Regions from separate parts of the Mus musculus genome. Here all the other regions are linked to region 3. A link is a contact called in public HiChIP or PLAC-seq and promoter capture Hi-C data. All regions are on one chromosome and are shown on one strand. Each heading gives the region's core, a stretch centred on a gene start, on an enhancer-like site or on the middle of the called end of the contact. The rest is flanking DNA. Distances are from core to core; before and after follow the strand shown. Region 1 holds the start of Sim1 (single-minded family bHLH transcription factor 1). Region 2 holds the start of Nus1 (NUS1 dehydrodolichyl diphosphate synthase subunit). Region 3 holds the start of Lilrb4a (leukocyte immunoglobulin-like receptor, subfamily B, member 4A).

The links. HiChIP or PLAC-seq counts read pairs in DNA pulled down with a chosen protein or histone mark. Capture Hi-C pulls out chosen DNA fragments and counts their contacts.
Region 1: a contact with region 3 is called in a promoter capture Hi-C map of adipose tissue. The contact joins the promoter of Sim1 here to the promoter of Lilrb4a in region 3. A contact is called at or near these places in 2 of 115 datasets of contacts at active chromatin or transcription factors (bone marrow-derived dendritic cells and bone marrow-derived macrophages) and 1 of 9 other capture datasets (adipose tissue).
Region 2: a contact with region 3 is called in an H3K27ac HiChIP or PLAC-seq map of bone marrow-derived dendritic cells, with 6 times the contacts expected there. The contact joins the promoter of Nus1 here to the promoter of Lilrb4a in region 3. A contact is called at or near these places in 3 of 115 datasets of contacts at active chromatin or transcription factors (bone marrow-derived dendritic cells, effector CD8 T cells and memory CD8 T cells).

What each region holds. Positions count from the first base shown.
Region 1 is chr10:50,894,244-50,897,157 of GRCm38.p6, reverse strand. It overlaps Sim1 (single-minded family bHLH transcription factor 1), which reads right to left and starts at 1,507. Exons shown (of 11, transcript NM_011376.3): 1 at 1,087-1,507. The coding sequence starts at 1,261. A230054N11Rik (a long non-coding RNA gene) reads left to right here and starts at 2,624. Exons shown (of 2, transcript XR_871640.2): 1 at 2,624-2,914.
Region 2 is chr10:52,416,199-52,419,007 of GRCm38.p6, reverse strand. Nus1 (NUS1 dehydrodolichyl diphosphate synthase subunit) reads right to left here and starts at 1,461. Exons shown (of 5, transcript NM_030250.2): 1 at 840-1,461. The coding sequence starts at 1,266.
Region 3 is chr10:51,489,323-51,492,186 of GRCm38.p6, reverse strand. It overlaps Lilrb4a (leukocyte immunoglobulin-like receptor, subfamily B, member 4A), which reads right to left and starts at 1,289. Exons shown (of 9, transcript NM_013532.3): 1 at 1,136-1,289; 2 at 955-990; 3 at 469-753; 4 at 24-326. The coding sequence starts at 1,169.

The sequences.
Region 1 (2,914 bases), core at 258-2,757, 600 kb after region 3:
TTCATTCCCAGCAAAAACTAGCCCCCCCCATCAAAAAATAAGATCCCTCAAACACCCAAAACCAACAACAGGTCAAAAAGAAGTTCTCATTTGTCTCATTTGTAAATAAACAAACTTCTTTCTCTAGAAGTTTTGTTTGTCTAGTAATCATTCTTTTACATTCTTAAAACTTCCTCCCCTAACAAAATATTTTTCTATTCTGTTTGTTATTTGGTTGAGGAAGGGTGAGCAAATGGGAGATCAAAGAGCTCCTTCCCTGGAGAGTATTCACGTTTCCTACTAAGTAGATATGAGTTCACACAAGACTATGCTCTGGGAAGTCCGCTCTTCCTCTCACAATGAGTATTAGTAACTGAAATTCCAACTTACAATCCTATCTGCTGCTGGTATTCTAACTTCTAGGCCCTATGAGAGTTTGTCTCGATTTGTCAGCCACCACTGAGGATACATTTCTGTCTGCTCTACTTTCCTCAAATCTTGACTATTTTGAGACAAATTTATGATTTTACAGATAACGCCAAGGCCAGAAATGCAACTCACAAAGCTCCGATTTAAGAATCTCTGGACATCTTAAAAAATGAGAACCAATTTACTATAAACAGCCAAGAGACTGGCGGAGTCCAGGCATACTGTTCGCACACACACGCCTGCCCTCGCGGAATTGTGGCCCTTTTGATAAATTATTATCTAGCTTACCTAGCACTATGTTTATACATCTAATCTATACCTAGCAAAAATAAGCAATTGGGCAGTACTCCTGATTTCTATTGGATACATGTCTGACTAGAGGAACAAAAAGGAAAGTCATGTTTGGATTAGCCGTGCTTTCAACTGAGCCAAATGTTGATAAAAGCACTATTGGGTTATTTCCCAACCAAATATATCGAATGTGTTGGAGAGAGAAATACGGGGAAGAAGAGAAAGACTAAGAAAGGCAGGGAAAGCCCTTTGGCGCTGACTGATCAAATAGCTTGGTTAAATTTCCCTTTTCAGAGAATGTAACCCACGCCGGTAAACACAAGTACATTTCTGTGCTGCTGGGGTAGGTTTACTCCTTCGAAATTCAATCTAGGCACAGACGCTTACCTTCTGGAAAGACCACTCTCATTTTGAGATAGCTGGTCGTGAGTCTGATGATGGATGCTTTGTCCAGTTGGGAGGTGATGGCTGAGGGTAAAGGCAGTAATTTAGCCAGTTCATAAAATTCACTGTTTTCTTTCTCCCTCCTCGTTCGGGCAGCATTTTTAGACTTTTCTTTCATCGTGTCTCGGGCTCCCTTTCTTCTTACAACGTAAACTCCACAGACTCATCCAAAACCAAAAGTTAACTTTCAATTAGAGATCACACTCGGTAAAAACATAACTTTAAACAGGAGGCTGAAGTTTGCTCCGGGAAGACACGAATGATGGACAGGGCAATGCGGCAAACAAAATACTTTCTTGAAAACGTGAGGTGTAAGTATAAAAGAAAGCTGCTGGTTCACGGCAAATCCGGGCAATCCTTTGGGACTCTAAGTATAAAATGCTGGAAGGACTCCCGAGGAGCCAACCTTTTCATCTGATCCGCGGTAAGAACCCGGGTCCTTGGGAAATCGACATAATAATACCCGACGTTTGTTTTCCAACTCCTCTGGTTCTGAGCTGGTTTGTAGGAAACAGGAATCGCGGGTAACTTCTTTCAGATCACTACGAAGACAAGAACACCAAGGAATAAGACATCTGTGGCTAAACTCAAACCCACTATAATTCAGCCAACCGGGCCCCAAAGGGCCTCTGCGCTCATACTCTGCTCGTCACAGCCCTGGGTATTTAAAACTTGGGCAGGTCGGTCCCGGGACAGGCTGGGCTTCCGCTCGCCGCGGCCGGGATGTAGCACCGACGGCTAAATGCGCGTCTGCGGAGAGCTCGGCCGGCCGTGCGCGCCAAGCCAGGCTATCCAGCCGTGCAGAATTCCTCCACTGCCCCGGACTCCGGCTGCCTCTCCCCGGCGGGGTTCACGTCTGAGGGGTTCCTGGAGAAGTGCTGCTTATGCATCAAACCCCCGGGGACTCCCGCAGTTGCACACAGGGCACCGCAGCGCAGAGTTAACAGGTGGCACGCGCGACAGCCCCTCGTAGGCATCACCTGGAGCTCTTGGCTCCTCACCTACCTTACGTCCTCGAGAGCCGCGGAGGCTGCTAAGGCTCCCGCCCCCTAACTGCTTTCAAGCCTGCGCGCTTGCGGAGCCTCAGCGGCAGCCTCCCGGCTGTCACCCGCAGCCCGCAGAGTGTGCCTGGGCCACCTTCCCATGGGCATGAATGGGGGAGGGGTAGGTAGCAGCGGGAGGAGAACACAGGCTGGGGACAGGAGAGGTGTTTTCCGAGTCCGAGTCCTCCGTAGTGTTGGGAGCCGGTACTGTTCCTAATTGGGAGCCCAAAGCGCCCCCCTGTAACTTCTTTATAGCTTACCGGGTTTAGCTTCAACTTCGCTCCCAGGTTCCCTTTCTCCCGCCCTTCTCAAACGCCACTCACAAATTTTCTCTCTTCCTATTGGTCATAGGCAACCAAGACGCGGCGCTCATTGGCCAATCGGGGTGAGTGACGAGCATGCTCCCTGCTCCTCCTCCCCCCCCCCCCCCACGCGACTGGGCTCGCGGCTCGGGTCCTACAGTGAGCCTGGCAGCTCCGCTCCTAATGAGCCCCGGGCGCGGGGTCGCCGCTGCCCCGCTGCCGCCGCCGCTCCAAACCCCGAGGTCTTCGGCGTGCCGAGTGACACTCGCGCTCCCTAGACTCGGGTGTCTGCGCACAGCGTGCGGCCTTGCGGGGGCTGGCTAGCCGAGGCTCCAGGAACGCGTGCGAATAGCATCCCAGACAGTGGCCAGGATTTCCCCACGGCTGCGCGCCTCACGCCTGCAGGACTGGGTGAGGGAGAACGAC
Region 2 (2,809 bases), core at 212-2,711, 930 kb before region 3:
CCAACTCTCAAGTTCCTCCTTTCAGAATCTCCTTTCTAGTAGAAACACTCCCCAAATGTCATCCATCACCTCTGTGAGTGTGTCCCTTTCTCCCCTCCAGCCTGAGACGAAGGCAAAATTCCAAGAAATATATTTGCCATTATAACTAACGCTTTAGGCTTGTCATGCAGTAAGTGTTGAGTTCTGTCCTTAACAAACCCGTGGTGAAATCCACTGCCTTGATTACTTGAAGGAACACAAGTGTATCTAGTACTGTACTGGCCTCTAAGGTGAAATGGCAACACGTGATTTCAGGCCTTTTTCCAGGCCTATCAAAACTCTCACACACTTTTCAGAAACCCCATTCAAATGCCACCTAACTCCAAGAGAGCTCATTTGGAAATCCTACAATGCAGCTCACGTATAAAGCCGCCACTGCTTGGTCGCCCTTAAGATGAGTTCATTGAACCCCCTTGAAGAGACACTTTGAAGAGCGCACAGACTGGTTAACTCCCCGTTACTTTTATGACCTTGGGCAAATCAGTTAATGTTCTGAACGTCAGCTCCCTCTTTCGTGAAACAAAGCCAGAGAAAACCACCTCCCTTAACGGACTACATTAAATATCTTTTACATGTTACAAACACTAACCAAATCTAAAGACTTTGTCAACGTCAACGTTCAATAAGACTGATCTCCCTTCCTCGAAAGCACCAGCACAGTGTAAGGGCCAAGGGCTACCGAAACTCGCAGGGCCTGGAGAGGGCGGCGGCCTCGCAGGACGACCGGGAACAAACTAGCTAGAAACGTAGTCCTCAGACTCGGAAGTGCCTCGGTCACCCCACCTCCCACCCGGCCTCACCTTGGTGGTCGTAGACGCTAATGTAGGAGATCCCCACGGCCATACACCACACCACGAGGCTGGCGATGTCTGAGAAGCTGGGCTCCTGCACTTCCTCCGTGACCAACAGGCCCATGTGCACCGGCAGCTTCTGCAGGGACCGGACGTCCGCGCGCCAGCGCAGCCGAGGATGGGTGGCGGCCGGTCCCGGTCCCGGTCCCGGTCCCCCGTGCGGGTGCCGGTGATGACGCCGGTTCCTGCCGACGGCCCGGGGCTTGCGGAGCGTGAAGCCGAGCGGCGCTAGGACCGCGGCGGAGGCGGCGCGACAGCAGCGCCGCCAGATCCAGTTCCAGGTGCCGAAGCGAACGCGGAGCCAGGAGGTGAGCGTGAGGTGCAGGCAGAGCAGCGCGTGCAGCACCCGCCACACCAGCTCGTACAGCCCCGTCATACTCCTGTGGCGCTCGGGCACCGTCACCTCCCTCCGGCCCACACCCGCGGCGCGACAGGGTCTTATCCGCCCCAGCGGCCGGCGCGGGCCATCGCTCCGCGTCCCCCCACCCCCCGCGCCCGAGCCCCTCGCCACTGCCAACACCTCACCTAGCCCCCGCCGCCATCTTCCTCCGCCCTCCGCAGCCCCGCCCCCGTTAGTACATGGAGAGTTCTGATTGGCTGCCGGGGAACTCCGACGCGACCGGGAGTCGTGGCTGGAGCCGCCACCGCACTGCTAAAGAGAGCGTGCGCTTGAGAATGAGGCTGGCTCCGGGCCGCTGGCGCCCCCTGGGGATGAGGAGGGCGACGCGCCAACGCCTCTAGCCTTTCTCCTATGGAATGATTGGGCTGTTCCTCAGACTGAGGGGAGGATCTGCAGCTTGAGATTTGTTGCCTATCTCCCCCTCACGGCCATGACAGAAACGATTCCCAAGGAGTTAAAAGCAATCTAAATGAACTGGAAGTTACACAGAGAGAATCCACCACCGCATCAGCAAGTGTAGATGCTGGAAATCGACCACGGTCCCCAAACAGAAGTGTTCTTGTCCCCAAAGGCTCAAGTGTTCTTGGAGAGGTCTCATCACAGTTCTTTGTCCAATCTTCCGACGAGAATAGAACGTCCCAGAATGGGAATGAAGTCCTACAGCATAGGACCTGGAAACAGACTGTTAGGGTCTGACACTGTTAGGGTCCCTAACAAATCAAGCTCTGCCACCTGTCCTTCATAGACCAATGACACAATAGAAGGTAAATACAGAAAAGCGAAACTGATTCAATGTGGCCACTCTGAGAAGAGAATCAGTGCCCAGATACAGTTGGATCTGTGTAATACAGACATATTTTTTACTGTATAGCCCCTTTTCCCATTAGGAAATGTCTACAGGCCTTAATGTTTTGGCCATTGTCACCTGTTTTAATTGGTCTCATTTCTGTAAGAATTGCTTTGCTTTAGTTTAAAACGTGAGTCTCATGTCCATCTGCAAGTTTTGTTGCCTTTGGCAGGAAATGCCTGTGGAGGAATTTTAATTGGGCAACATGGCTCCTCTCAATAACCGTAGCCAAAGATATGATCTGGCCATGATCCACACTGGATTACAGTATGATCTGGCTGGAATACACACACTCCCTTAGCACATACCTGTAATCCCTGACAATGAAGATAAGGCTAGTTTGTTGAAGGAAGCATCCATGTTTGAAATTGATGTTTAATTGAAGGGCAAAGTTATGAATCAGGAAAAAAATTGAGTGAGAGATAGGATACGTCCAACTCACAGAAAAACAGACAGGAAACAGATGCTAGTTATGGGAGGGAGGAGAGAGAGAGAGAGAGAGAGAGAGAGAGAGAGAGAGAGAGAGGTGGAGTGGGGAGGTGGGTAGTATATGTGTATGGCAGTTTTACAAAAACAGTTTTACTGAGATAGGTTACAGAGGGAACAAACTAGATACAAGTGAAGACAGAATGAGTCAGAGAATGAGAGTCAGAACATATTAGAACATATTGC
Region 3 (2,864 bases), core at 40-2,539:
GATTATGGGTGGAAGGTGCTTACCTGAGATCATGAGGTCTAGGGAGTTACTTGGTTTTGACCACACCTGTGGTTCATTTCTAAAGTAGCCATAGCATCTGAATGTTCCATTGTGGTTGGGAGTAACAGCATCCAGAACAAAAGTAGCATAGGATGGCTGATTGGCCTGATGCTGTGAGTCCAGGGTCCAAGAGAGGCCATGCTTTCCTTCCTGGATCAGAATGAATCTGCCAAATACTATGGATGAGCTGCAACTAAAGGATATGGAAACTCCAGAGGTCACATTAGAGCTGGGATAGACTGACAGGCTGGGATTTTCATATGCTCCTAGAATACAAGGGACAGTGTGTGAAATGAACATGAGTTACCCATATTGTCCTCCAGGATTGGACTCTGAGAGAAGAGCTCCTGGAAAATAGATCTCCTTCTGAGGAGAGAGCCTGTGCATGGTTCCCTGATGTCCACTCACCTGTCATCACCAGCTCCATGGCATCACTGTGCTCTGAGAAGCCAGCAGCACTCTCATAGTAACACTTATATATGCCTGCATATGAGGTTGTCATGCTTGGAATGTTGAACTTGGCCTTATTCCTGGTTTCCAGAGGGACTTGAGTGTCCCAAGGATTTACACTTTTCTCTTTATACAGATGATAATACTGGGCCTCCCAGGAACCCTGACACCAGGTAATCACAGATGTATACGCAGCGATCACAGAGCCTGGCTCAGCCCAGATGATGGGCTTTGGGAGGTGTCCTGTGAAGAAATCAAAGGCCCTGAACATCTTCCTTCAGACACTAGATCTTAGCACAGAACACACCCATGGAACAAGACATTATTAGCCCATAAATGTCAACCCCCCATCACCATTTTGAGGAATTGACACACTAGAAAGTAGATTAGAGGTTGTATCATCAGAGTGAAGAATCAAATCCTGGGATGGCTGGAGACACTCACCTGCCTGTACTGCAGTCCTGGGTTCCAGAATAAGACCTGGAAAAAAAAAACCCTTTTCTCAGTGCTTTTTCACATTGAGAGCCAGAATGGATCCCCTAGGATGTCCATGTGAAATTAAACCTGGCTGTCGAATAGGTTCCCTTACAAACACAAGCATCCACTCCCCCTCATTATACCTCACCAAGGTATAGCAGCACTGTGAGCATGGCGATCATGGTGAGTCCAGGCAATGTTCGTAGCTGTTCTCTTGGGCCAGTCTGACAAATGTCTGTCCTGTAACATCAGATATGCAGTTGTCATCTTGAGGGCAGGTCCTTCCTGTCATGGGTTTTCTACATCATAGCTATTATGAGAAGGGAAACTTCTGTAATTTCCTAAGAGCAGATGATTGGGTAAACACTCATTCTCTCAAGTTCCTTCAGAGAAAAGCCACATCCTTTAGGACACATATCCTGGGGTTAAAGATCTTTATGTTTTAAACATTTATTTTACTTTTCACTGTCCCCTATCACATTCTCTGTCTTTCTCACTATTTCTCTCTCTCTCTCTCTCTCTCTCTCTCTCTCTCTCTCTCTCTCTGTGTGTGTGTGTGTGTGTGTGTTATGTGTGCTACACCACGCTGCAACTCTGACATCCTAATTCTTCACAGAGAAGTTTTACTCTCAGACCCAATTTCTGTTCCATTCCTCATCAGAAAAAGAGAAAGTATGACTCATGTGATATCTGGGATTGTAGTGCAGAATAATGTGGAAACAAAGTAAAAGTGACTATATATTTTAAGTCTTATTTTACATTTTTATGCTGCTGGTTGGAGTCTTCTGCACACAGAGGAGGAGAATGTTTCCAAAAACATAAAAATGGCAAGAAGATATATAATTAAGAGGATAAATATTTTGTCAAAGAAAGTTTTTATATACTCACAAATTAGTAATTGACACATGATGAGGTTTCTGTTCATGAGTATATATATATATATATATATATATATATATATATATATATATATGTATGTATATATGTATGAATTTGATATGATGATTATATGAAGTTAATGAAGTCAATAAGAACCCTAACAAACAAAATATTAGTATATGTAAAATAATTAGAATTATGATAGAAGACAATGAAAACCTAAAACACACATTAAAACTGAGTCTGTTGTTTTGACATAAAGATGGTAATGCCTGAAATAAATGAAATTAAAAAATCTCAATAATAACATATCTTTATTCCTAAAACATGACTTCTGGATAATTATTTGAAGAGTTGATGGAAAATAGGACTTCTGCAGAGAAAATCTTTTGTGTGGACCCTAAAGATGCCAAACACTTAGAAGCAGGAAAAAGATGACAGATGTGAGGGCTGTGAGCTGAGGAAGGAATTGCACCGAGATGATAAAGTTTCGCCCTCAGGAAGAACTCTCTTCAGAGATATATTGTTTAACATGTCACATGTTATGTACAGTAACACCTATATAGCAATTGAGTGTTCAATTCACAAACCTAAAGTTTTGTATATGTGTTGAGAGATATATCATCTTGAATTACTTCTTACACAATGTATATCTGTAATATACCCACTCTGTATCCCAGAAAATATTATTCATGCTGTAACTTTAAAAACAAGTGAAATGTATAAATAATTTTAAAATATAAGAATAGTTAATAAAAGCATAGAGCAACACAAGAACTAGAATAAATAAATCCTTGGAGAGATATTTTGTTGAATCTACTGACTGCATGTCTACCATATGATCAGTTAGTGTGGGTATGCTCCAGTGGTGAAGTGTAGACAATGAATTCTCATTGTCTCTTTCCTCTTATCTATAAAAGGATTAATAAAACATCTAATTCCAAAACTGTAACATATGTGGGAGGGAAAACTGCAAACTGAGACAGCAGGAAATATAA